Linked DNA regions of Mus musculus: all the other regions are linked to region 3. The links are chromatin contacts, called in public ChIA-PET and promoter capture Hi-C maps. All regions are on one chromosome and are shown on one strand. Each heading gives the region's core, a stretch centred on a gene start, on an enhancer-like site or on the middle of the called end of the contact. The rest is flanking DNA. Distances are from core to core; before and after follow the strand shown.

Region 1 (3,600 bases), core at 687-3,186, 190 kb before region 3:
CTGAGCTGTGCATATCTGAGTTGAGCTCCTACTGCCCCACACCCCAAGAGCAAGGAGTGGCTTTAATTCTGAGAAAGTTAGGACAGGTGCATCCAGTGTGGCTGACACACTAGCCAAACAGGGACATCCTCCCTATCACATCCCCAACCTCCAAGCTGGAAAAAAACAGGGTCCTCATATGGCCCCTCTCACTTCTCAGGTCTGTCGCCCATGCTCTAAAGATGGGGACAACAGTGGAGCCCGAGTACTTCGACCAGGTCACCATCTATTTCAGTGACATCGTGGGCTTCACCACCATCTCAGCCTTGAGTGAGCCCATTGAGGTGGTGGGCTTCCTCAATGATCTCTACACGCTGTTTGATGCTGTTCTCGACAGCCATGATGTGTATAAGGTGAGGACAACAGGTGACCTTCTTCTCTCTGTAGCCAGCACCACTAATTTGTGTCTATCCACTCACTGTGCGCTTGTATCAATTAACCCTGCTGTGTAATGAATAATCTCAAAGTCCAGTAGCATACAAAGAAACCATTTGTGACTCACAAGGCATCTCCAGCCAGATGTGGGCCAGGTGGGCAGCTTGCTGATCTTAGTTTGGTTTTCTGCATCTCTGGAACCTTGACTGGAGGGACTGGGCTCTGGCCCAGAGTCTCTCTGAGATGGTTCACATGTATAGCTGGGTTCTGAGAGAGGGCAGAGGCATGTTAGCCCTTGAGCTCTCGCCTGGGGTTGGCACACTGCTTTTCCTGACAAATTCTGTTGGCTGAGGGAGACAACTTGAAGAGGTGGAAGACGCAGTACCAGCTGTGGATGGGCGTTGTAGCCACATTGCAGGGGATGTGAATCCAAGGAGGGATGGAGTGTGACATTTAAGTTGATTTCTTCCGGAAAGAGTCAGGAGATGGAGCAGGCAAGCTGCTTACACTGTTTGTAGTGCCCCAGCACTTACTGAGCACCTACTGTATACAAGATGCCAGGTTAAGGGCTTTGTGTGCATGAGGACTTAGGAGGAAAGGGCTAGCACCCCTCACTTACAGATGAGATGGTGGGGTGAAGTGACTCGGGTGAACCTGAGGGCTGAACTTGCTGTTGAGTCCTCAGCCCCTTGTAGGAAGTTTACCCTCTTTGCGACATAGATTCTCTTGGGATAATGTCACAGTGGCCCACAAGCCCTCTGGAGTTGACCCAGCTCTTCTCTGAGTGCATTTGTGGCTGTTCCACCTCTGTGGACCACCACATTTTTCTGAGTGTTCGAGGCTCACACCACCAGACCTTCTCATATAACCCTTCCTCTTCCTGATTCACCCACCTTTTTCCTCTCTCCCTGCTCCCTGCTAGCCATCTTTCCAGTCTCCCATTCACTCCCTTGCATAGGTAGCTGCTCTCATTGGCACTTGTAAAACTCCCCTTGGCAGAATTTGTTGATTCAGTCCAGAGGCCCAGAGAGGAAGGAAGCCTGCCTGGGTCTACACAGACAACAGCAGAGCCACGAGGAACCCCAAGTGTTCACAGGCTACCACAAGCACTCTCTCCTGCAGACAGTATGGTGGTGACCACCTTTGCCACTGCCACTTGAGACCCCAGCCTCTCTTCTGCTCCCCCTGGGGACTCCATGGCTCCTAAGATGTCTGGAAGGCCAATGGGCACACCCCGGCCTCCTGTGTGTCCCACAGGTCTCCCTGCGCCTCCATGCTTTGATCTGCCCCAAGTTACCCCTGGCCTGTCTCTCCTACCTCTGCCAATCTTTTCTCACACATGTGGCCCTCACAGCTCTGAATCACGGCTCAGCTCTGCTCTGAACTCCAGCCAAGAGGCCTGCATCTTCCCAGCAGAGGGAAATGAAATCAAACAAGGCCCGCACACCCCTCCAGATGTGGGGAACAGCAGGCCCAGCCTCTGTGATGTGTAGTGCATCTCTCATCACTCCCCCCATCTGCCTTGGTCCCCCCGCCCATCAACAGCAGGATCTAGTTACCACTTTGAATCTTTTCTGGGCTGAGAAGCAACCATATAACCACTTCCTGCAAGGGTGGCAGTATGGGTAGGGGTGAGGGAGAGAATGGAGGATAAGGATGGGGGTTGGTAATGGGGTTGGGTGGAAGGACCACCCCAGCATCAGCATTGCTGGGTGAGCACTTCTCTGTACATAGCAAAGAATTTGAGTGCTGGGACAAGGCTTGGGACAGGAGAAAGGGGACAAGGAGAGGTGTGGTTTCCCAGCTCAACCTGCTGTGTGAGATGTGAGGCCTTAGCCATCTAAGCCATCAAACAACCCCAAAGCTTGTCCACCCTCTGAGCCCAAAGTTCCCCTTAGTGAAGCACGGGGTTGAAATACCAGTGGCTCAGCTCTGCTCTGCAGATTAGAAGAGACAGGGCAGTCACCGACAGAAGGCTAGCAGCGACTGACCTCAGCTCTTCCTCATTCTCAGGCCTCACCCTGACGGAGAGCTTGGCCTCGAGGTCTTCACAGCATGCCATCTTTGGCACTATGTGTGCCCTTGGTGGGATGATTTAGCCCTCCATACACATGAAGCTCAGAGAGGGCAAGAGTCCCTCATGGAGGCTGCACAGCAAGTAGGTAGCACAGTCAGAGTCTACAAGCATGCTCAGTGGGAGGCAGCCATTCGTCTTGCTTCTCCTCTGTGGTAGCCTCCTCTTTGAAGGAAGCACATACACTTCAGGCAGCCATGGCCTCCCTTGCAAGTGGCTGCTTGTTTCCAGGCAGCTCTGGGCATGCCACCTCTGTGAGGGCCAGTGTGGCTGACCCTGCAGTGCTGGGCTGGGGGCAGGGCTGGTAAGAGCCAAGGTACATGACTTGGGGTGTGTGGGGCATTGCGGTGTCTCGAGAAACAAACAACTCTGCAGTAGAGGGGTGTGGTGGAGGGGGCATCACACAGACATTGGGTCCTGGGGCTTCAGGGGGCTCCCTGTGGGCAGGGTCACAGCTGGCTCTGTTAACTCCACATACAGCTCACAGGGAAGAGCTGTGGCTGCAAAGGAAGCCCCAGTGTGTGCAGGCAGCAGAGCTGTGGTGCTTCCAGAACGTTCTTTTCTTCTTCTACCTCCTCCTCTTTAATTTCTCTCTCTCTCATTCTCTCTCTCTCTCTCATTCTCTCTCTGTGTCTATCTCTGTGTGTGTCTGTCTCTCTGTGACTGTCTGTGTGTCTGTCTGTCTCTGTTGGTCTGTTGTCTGTTTCTCTCTCTGTGTGTGTGTGTGTGTGTGTGTGTGTGTGTGTGTGTGTGTGTGTGCGTGCATGTATCTCTGTGTGTGCATGTGTGTGCATGTATGTGGAGAACAGAGGACTACTTGTGGAACCAGTTCTCTCCTTCCACCATGAGGGTTCTAGGCTCAAGCTCAGGTCACCAAACTCAGCTGCATACACTCTTACCCACGGAGCCATCACACACACACACACACACACACACACACACACACACACACACTGTCACCTGCCTTACAGCCAGAAGCCACCTGAAGCTCGCATCTCTCATCAGTGCCCAGTGCCTGGGTCTGGAGATCTGGCAGAGGCTGCAGAGTGTGTGAGATCTGGGGGTGGTAGGGTGAGGGCTACTGATCGGCAGCATGTAGGATTGGGTGTGCA
Region 2 (3,905 bases), core at 964-3,463, 170 kb before region 3:
CTCAGCAAAATTCCCCCAGGGAGTCTTGAGAAAGACTGAGTGTCTGAGAGCCACTCTGTCAGGGTGGAACCAGTAAGGACCCAGGAAAAGTTGTGTCCCCTGTCTGACCTGTCACCTGAGGACTGTGTTGAAGACATCCAGTTTCTGGCAGATGGAAGCATCAGTGGCAGGAAACTGATGGAAAGATGCCCTCCGTGGGTCCTAGAAAAATGTGCTGTCCGTGGCTGCCTTGTAAATGAGACCCTGCTTGGATTCTGACATCCATCACTCCCTGCAGACTCGAGCTCTGCCTCCTGGAGGGGGTGAGGGTACTTTTACACTTCTGGATCAGCCACCCTCCTTGCTCTACTTCCTCAGCCTCACATCTGCCCACAAGAGAGGATGCTGGACAATTTTATTTCCCAGCTTCCCAGGGCCTGCGGAAGAGAGACAGGCTCCTCACTGGGTTCTCAACCCAGTCTGTCTTATGTGGTCTCCCCAGCCAGAGGAACTGTAGATTTACCATTTGTCTCGCTCTACAGAAACAAGTGGAGGTCAGAAAAGTCAAGCAACCTTCCCCAAGTCACACAGCATGACAGTTCAAGAGCAGAGATGTAGGGGGTGGGGGCTAAAGAGTTCCGCCTGGTCCTCAGTCCCAAGAGACCTCTGTAGTTGGGGGAGGACATGCTTGGTTGCCCCTCTATCTCCTATCTCTTGGGGAGCCCCATCCGGGCACAGAACCCCATGTGCTTCCTAACCACAACCGCAGCCCCTGGGGGCACAAGGGAAGCAGGCCGCTCATCCTGTAGTGATGGCACCAGCCCTGCCCTGCCCCCACCTTGAGCCAAGTTCTAGGGCAACTCTGACGGTGTGAGAGAGCATCAGGCCATCATGGGGAAGCAGGTAGGGAGAGCCCCAGCCTACCTGAGTCTTTGTTCATGCTCTGCCCTCGCTACAGAGTAGTCACAAAGCCCCTTCCTCGATTGATACATGACCCCATGGACTCCAACCTGGAAAAGGTGTCCTCCTAAAGCAGCAGATGAGGAACGGTCTCTAACACCCATCGGGTGCAGGCCCAGGCCTACATCGACTTCATCCAAAAGAGCGGCTCTTGCCATTCTACACTTGGCAGAGAGGGGAACTGAAGTTCAGTCTGACTAGATAGTACACACAAGGGCTGAGGTGGGAGAGCCACAACCCTGAGAGCTCCCGAGGGTGGGTGGGGGCAGGAAGCTGGGCTACTCTGCTGCTCTGACTCCTTATAGCATCAGAGGATGCCTCCTTGGTGAACCTTTCCCTGACCTTAGGTTAGGTCAGGGCTCTAGACTGGAGTTGTCAGGGACTGTCCTCTCTGGGTTGTTCGCACCGCATGGGTCCATCCAACCACTGTGGACTAGATGGGAGGAAAGGCCCAGCTCAGAGCCCAGCCCTACTCTGGCTCACCCCGCTTGGTGCTGTTAAGATAGGGTGGATGGCCCTCCTCTAGGCGCTGTGACCACCAGGGAGAACATTATGAATACAGAACTAGAGACTGGAGGACGGCAGCAACACTCTTCACCCATCTTTCAGTCTAGACCCAGCAGGGCACGGTGCCAGTGTCTGAGGAGGCTAAGTACCTTGTAAAGGCAGCGGCTTTGGGTAAGTTATGAGACTGTCATTATGCAGTTTAACCTATCAGAGCCTCAGGTCCCCCAAATGTCCGTGGGGACCTGACAAGTCTCAACCAGCTGGCTTTTCCCTCATCCCACTCCTAGCCTCAGCTTCTCTATCAGTAAGCAGGGGACACTGACAGGCTTGGAGATGACTTAAAGGCAGGATAGCTGGGGGGGGGGGGGGGTGGATGGGACCCCCTCAGGGCCATCCCAGGGCCAAAGAAGGGTCACTTCCTTCCGTGCCGGTGGTTGCCAGTCACCTCTGGGTGGCCCCCTGCCTTGGTGCGGTGGCGCCAGGATTTCCTCCGCGGACCTGCGGCTCCCTGCACCCAAGACCTCGCGGGCCCACGGCTGCACGTGCGGCTGCCTCGGCCTAGCTTCTTTTGTGATCCTTCTCCCTCCAGTCGTTTTTCGGTTTCAAGCGCCGCCCTAGCTGGGTCCGGGCGATTCCAGAGCAGAGGCGATGCTCGGTTCCTAGGTCCGCACGGCTGGCAGGGCGGTGTTAGGACCCCGCGGCTCAGAGTCCCAGGGGGCGTGGCCGGGCGGCCGGTGCTATTTAAAAGGCGGGCGCCGCCCCCTCCCGGCCGGCTGGAGCGGCGCTGCAGCGGTCCGGCCTCGGCGGGCCAGACCCCCGGGGTTGCGCGAACGATGCGCGGAGGAGTCAGGCGGCGGCGGCGGCGCTGAGCCAGGTAGGGGCGGCGGTCGGCGGCGGTGCCTAGAGAGCTAGGGCCGGACCCTCCCTCGGCACCCGGGTGTTAGCAGATCTACCTAAGGAAGGGCTCAGATAGGCGTTCCCATTTGACAGCTGGGAAAATCGAGGCAGGAAGCTCTGGGTGTGCCTAGGAGCACACAGCCAAGCAAGCAGATTAGGATTTGAATTCAGGTCTGCCCCAGGCAGACATGGGCTTTCCACACTACCACTATTATCTGGAGGGGATACCCAGAACTCTTTGGGGAGACTTCTTTATGTGTGATAGATAGGAGGGACCCCCCTACCCCACCTCCACCCTGACATTTCACATCACAAGCACATTCCTTTGGGTTAAGGTCTGATTCCCCTGAGATGTAGGATGTCTCTAGAACGGGCTGCCCCTAGTGAGTGATTCACTGCACTGTGAGCCTTGAAGCTGCTCTCCCAGGCCCCCTTTGACAGTAGTCATAACAGACTGAGAGCCCTACCGCTCAGTATACTCCTGGGCCTGGGGCTGTAGGCTCCTGAGTAACTTAGGAAGGAAGTCTTGGCAGTTGCTTTGGAGGCACAGGGGCTGGATTCTGATACCGACTCTTCGATTTACTGTACAAGTGCCTTAGGGTAAGTCATTTCTCTGAATCTCGTGGTCTGGGAGAGAGATCCACAGGGTGCCCGTGGGGTCTGCACTAGTGGAGACCACCCAGCACTAAGGGACTATAGATCTGGCTGAGTCCCAGTTGCAGCACACCTAGGGGCTAAGGATCAGGCACTTTGCCTTCCCAAGCCTCGGTCCTCCAGTCTGTAAATGGGAATTATAGTAATCACCTCACTTGGTGGTTGTGAGAGTTAAAAGACCTGCAGTCAACCTAGGGCTTAGAAAAATTGTAACCTCCTTGCATAGTAGGGGCAGTCTTATTTTTATTATAGGTTTGACTCCACTATCTGTCTGTCCCCCTCTGTCATGCACGCGCGAGCACGCGTGCATGTGCACACACACATACAAGCACATACAGAGATATTCTTTGACACCTCTCCAATCAGAATCCAGCTACCTGCCTGCAGAGCCAGGACCTCTATCCTCAGCATCGTTGGTATCTGAACCATCAGGGAAGGACATGGAAGGGTCCCAGTACTTTCCTGGTCATGCTCCACCTGATCCATGCTAAGCAAGGATAGCCAGTGTTGGAATGGGAACTGGTGTGTCCTGCAGATGAATCACCTAGGCAAGGAGAGATAAAGAATTTGCCCTGAGGACCACACTAGCCAGTGGTGGGGCTTGACAGTGAGCCCTGGGTTTGAATGCCTCTGGTTGTCCCTGGGGGGCTGAGTTCTCACTGCTGCAGATGGGGCACAGCAGGGTGCTTCTTTCCACCATAATTCTGTGGGGACTGTCTCTTCTGGATGTGCAGAGGAAGGAGAGACAGGGTCCCTTTGGGCATCCCTACCTTAACCCCAGGTCCTAACTTGTCCTTATTGCAGCTGAATTTGTGACATCATTCAGCCACTTGTTCCCTGGGAGAAATTTAGTGAGCATATACTTAAGGAATGAAGCAAATGAGAAATGAGAGCGGGAGGGGGGATAG
Region 3 (3,917 bases), core at 530-3,029:
AAGGGTTGGCCACACAACAGGCATTGCTGCTTCTGTCTGGTAGCCCCAAAGAGCTTGTCCTCCCTATCAGAGGAAAAACAAATCACATTACCAATGTATACGCAAGGATATAGAAAGCCTTCGACTGGCTACAAACTAAGATTGAAAAGATAACTCATACCATTTTCATCTCCACACTCCAGCTCCTGACAAAGGAAAAAAAACACCATTTGAGAGCACAATGACCCAGCTCATACTAACAGGGGAAAGAACAGGTTTTAAAGTCAAACACTTCTTGGTTCCAGTTCCAGCTTTACAACATAATTAGTTGTTTCATCCTTGTGAATTGGCCTCTCTGAACCCAATTTGTATGCCTTTATTTTAAAAAAAAAAAAAAAAAAAGTAATCCCAAGTTTGTTTCAAGTATTATTTAGAAAACAGGGCAAGCCAAGTTCTGTCATAGTGGCTGGCATATGACTTGCCAAACAGACTCTACCACCTGTGCAACCTTGGACAAGTGATTTGACCTCTGCCAGTTTCCTTAATAATAAGTTAGGAGATAAAATAAGCAAACGGTGGAGCATGTCATTTGGATAAATGAAACTCAATAACTCTTTTCTCAAGTTTTGGCAGTAAAAAAAGAGTCATTTCGACCAGTTACCAAAAGTTTAAAAGCCTAGAATTTCGCACTGTGAATTCCTTGGTCAAACAAAACTACACTACAGGTTGAGAACTCAGTAGATCTTCCTTAACATCTGTTAAACTGATAAATGGATGGTCAGCAGCAGAGTAGAATGAATGAATGAGCCAGCCTAAGAGTCAAACACTAAACCGATATGACTCTTCAACTGCGTTCCAGGCTCTGGGTTGCTAACTCCAACTCTTGGCCTCAAGTGGAGCCCCCTTCCCCCTACTTCCCATAGTCCTCTGAGCTCAGAACCAACTCTGAGCGAGCCAAACTGGATGGCGCGCCCCAGCTGGCAGGATGACATAAAGAAAGGGGGTGGAGAGGAGGAAGGGGCAGAGCCAAAGGAATCCGCTCGCTCCCCAAGCCAGTCCCCGCCTCCCGGTAGAATCTCGGAGGCGGCCGGCGACCGCCCGAATCGGGTACCACGTCACGGCATCCCAAAGCATCCCCTCCAGGGAAACGCACGGCGGGGCCGCACAGCAAAGGAAAGCCGGGCAGCAGAAGCCGGAGCGTGCTCCCGGCACCGGGGTCGCACCGACTCCGTCCCCCGCTCAAGTGTCAGCAGGCAGCCCGCCCCGCCCCCTCTCTAAACACGCACTCGCTCACAGCACCACAACAAGAGCAGCCCGCCCGGCTCCTCGCCCGCGCGGCTCCGAGCGGGTTCCAATGTCAAGCCCGCGCCCCCGCGGCCAGCAGCCAGTCTTGGGAACCCTGGCCAGCGTCCGCGCCTCGCGCACTCCTCAGCGGAGACGACAACGGAGAAAAAGCGGGGGCACGGACAGACAGTCAGACAACCCGGAGTCGCCTCGGGGCTCCTAGACCTCGACCTCCGGCGTCCCATCACCAGGCATGCCGGAGTCGCCCTCAGTCCACTTGAGGGAGCCCCGCGATCCCGTTAGGAAACAACGGAGGATGGGGCTGACCGACCCAAGCCGGGCTCCCCGTGCCTGGCCAAGCGCTCCCCTACCCTGGATAGCCTGCCAGCTTTTCCCAGGACCCTGCCTGAGAGACACCCACCTGCCCGGCCTTTCGGGGCTCATCTAAAAGGCTCCTCCGCCAAGACTAGGGGACACCAGGAATTAGGTTTGTTTGCGGTGCCTCAGAAGGGGCAAGATGGCGACAGATACCAGAGCGCAGGCGCAGGCGCGCGCGGCTCGCCGGGAGGTGTAGTTCGCCTTTCCCGCCTTTTGAGAAACGAGCACTCAAAAGCCTCCATTCTTCCTGTCCCTTTTCCTCTGCCTTTTGAAAGGAAAGGGCGGACAACGCGGGTCCTAGTGGGAGTTGTAGTCCGAGTCCAACCTCGCTCCTCTTTCTCTTGCTGCTTGCTGGTCACATGCGCAAGGAAGTCTGGGAGTGTAGTTCCTTTCGGCTTCTACATTACCCTCCAGTCTCCAGCTTCGCGCGCCTATCCTCCGGTCTTTCCCAGCCAATCAGCTGCTCTTTCGGCTGTACGTGTGGCGTCACACGTAGCGGTCAAGATGGCGTCTGTAATTGGAGCTGAGCTTCGACCTTTTCACTCTAGCGAGGGTTGGGATGAAAAGAACACAGCTTGGTCCCTGATGCCCAGTTGAGGATTAAGATCTGGTTCCGTAGACGCTTGGGAGTAGTCATCAGCGTCTTCCAGCCACCCAAACGACAACTCAAGAAAGGTTATCCACTACGGAGAGAGAAGACCTCACAGTGGCCCGTACACCTTTCTCGGTGTTAGGAGTTGCAAGTGGAGGAAAGGAATCCGAGCGGTCTCAGCTTGGAGTTACGCCATGTACGAAGTAGGAGAGGTAGTGATATCTCGTGCAAAATCTGACAAAGGGAAGAAGGGACTTACTTGAGGCACTACGACATGGTAGGTTCACCATCAGCCTTTGTTCTTAACCACACAATGTTGTGGAGGCCTTGTGCCCCTATTTTACAGATCGATAGGGACCCAATATATTGTTTCTCTGATCCAAGAACTCAAAGTTAATTTCTAGTATTATAAATCCCATCGAATTTTGTTGTGTCCTCCCTCTAAATAAAGAACTCTGGTAGCATCGGATGCAATGAAAGTGCAAATCTTGAGGAATTGTTAGTGTGCATCCTTCTGTTAGCAGATTCCCGTGAAAACTAGGGTAACCACTGGGAGGACATCTAGCTCAATGGCAGATTGCTTGTCAAGTATGTGCAAGACCTGGAGACCTGAATCGGATTCCTAGCACTAAGGGATGTTAGGATGGACACACGAGAAAAACTACCCTGTGGGAATATTAAGATACACAACGTGAATGAAAGTTCTTTTCCTAGTTCATTATGAATTACATTTATAATCTCAGCACTGTAGAAGTGGAAGAAGATGAGGAATGCAGGGTCAGACTGGACTGCAAGAGACACCGAGACCAAAACAAGAAAAAAGAAGAAGTTTTTAAGTAAATTGTGAACCACTGCATATGAGTCTACTCCTGCTCCTGAATGGAGCTGTAGGTTAGTCAGAAATAAAAAGGACCATTTCCTATACAGCTCTCCTGGCCTTCTTATTGCACCCTATTTTGAGGTCAGTTTCTTAAGAATACCTTGCAAGGTAGTAAATTAAGTCTTCTCGAGACAGGAATCAAAGGTGTACACCACCACCACCTCACTGGTAAATTAAGTTTTAATAGGAGGTTTTGTAATTTAACAGACATTCTATGATTTGACTCTTGCAGCATCTCCGTGAGACAGGCGTAATTAAGCTTCACCACTCTATAAATGGGAAAGCACAGTTGTTCAGGAACTGGTGAACTGAGAGGGTTCACATAGTAGAGCCCTGTCTCTAAAGAGCTGGAGAAATGGCTCAGTGCTTAAGAGCACTGGCCTCTCTTCCAGAGAAGCTGGGTTCTATTCCCAGCACCCATATGGCTCACAACCATTAATTCAGTTACAGGAGTACCTTAGGCACTGGACACATGTAGTATACAGATATCCACGCAGGCAAAATACCCAGACACCGAAAGTAAATCTTTTAAGACAACAAAAACTTTTACAGTAAGTCAAAAATAAGTGACAGATTATTAGAGTTGACCCTCCATCTCTTACATAATAGGTCCTTGGTACGGGTTAAAAAGCATCCCTAAGGTCCCACATAAGTAGATTGATAAAACAAGAATTTAAGTTTTGGCAGCCTGGGGTTGACGAGAAGGTTCAACAAGTGTTGTGTGTCTGTCTTGCAAGCCTGATGACCTGAATTCAATCCTCCAGTGATAGTGGGAGAACTGGCTTCACAGAAGTTTCCTCTGAT

Evidence for each region. ChIA-PET counts read pairs in DNA pulled down with a chosen protein or histone mark. Capture Hi-C pulls out chosen DNA fragments and counts their contacts.
Region 1: a contact with region 3 is called in an RNA polymerase II ChIA-PET map of effector CD8 T cells, with 5 read pairs. The contact joins the enhancer-like site here to the promoter of Emsy in region 3. A contact is called at or near these places in 13 of 39 promoter capture datasets (the 3T3-L1 cell line, the C10 cell line, cranial neural crest and 8 more), 11 of 115 datasets of contacts at active chromatin or transcription factors (the 230-238 cell line, the NIH/3T3 cell line, acute myeloid leukemia and 6 more) and 3 of 9 other capture datasets (adipose tissue, embryonic stem cells and liver).
Region 2: a promoter capture Hi-C map of adipose tissue shows a contact between it and region 3. The contact joins the promoter of Lrrc32 here to the promoter of Emsy in region 3. A contact is called at or near these places in 11 of 39 promoter capture datasets (the 3T3-L1 cell line, the C10 cell line, HPC-7-derived erythroid cells and 6 more), 1 of 15 datasets of contacts at CTCF or cohesin (large pre-B cells), 14 of 484 Hi-C or Micro-C datasets (B cells, the N1E-115 cell line, Th1 cells and 8 more), 32 of 115 datasets of contacts at active chromatin or transcription factors (the 230-238 cell line, the HPC-7 cell line, the NIH/3T3 cell line and 21 more) and 4 of 9 other capture datasets (adipose tissue, embryonic stem cells, liver and 1 more).

Annotation. Positions count from the first base shown.
Region 1 is chr7:98,467,380-98,470,979 of GRCm38.p6, forward strand. Gucy2d (guanylate cyclase 2d) reads left to right here. Exons shown (of 19, transcript NM_001130693.3): 14 at 200-392. Among named protein-coding and RNA genes, the nearest start is that of Gm38588, 12 kb to the right of the region's middle. Within about 2 kb of position 1,937, at least 40 of the 459 cell types and tissues checked have an H3K27ac peak or open chromatin away from gene starts, as enhancers often do. A contact at or near this core is called in effector CD8 T cells, where this site is marked.
Region 2 is chr7:98,487,778-98,491,682 of GRCm38.p6, forward strand. It overlaps Lrrc32 (leucine rich repeat containing 32), which reads left to right and starts at 2,214. Exons shown (of 3, transcript NM_001113379.2): 1 at 2,214-2,320.
Region 3 is chr7:98,654,790-98,658,706 of GRCm38.p6, forward strand. It overlaps Emsy (EMSY, BRCA2-interacting transcriptional repressor), which reads right to left and starts at 1,780. Exons shown (of 20, transcript NM_172280.2): 1 at 1,685-1,780; 2 at 1-63. The coding sequence starts at 24.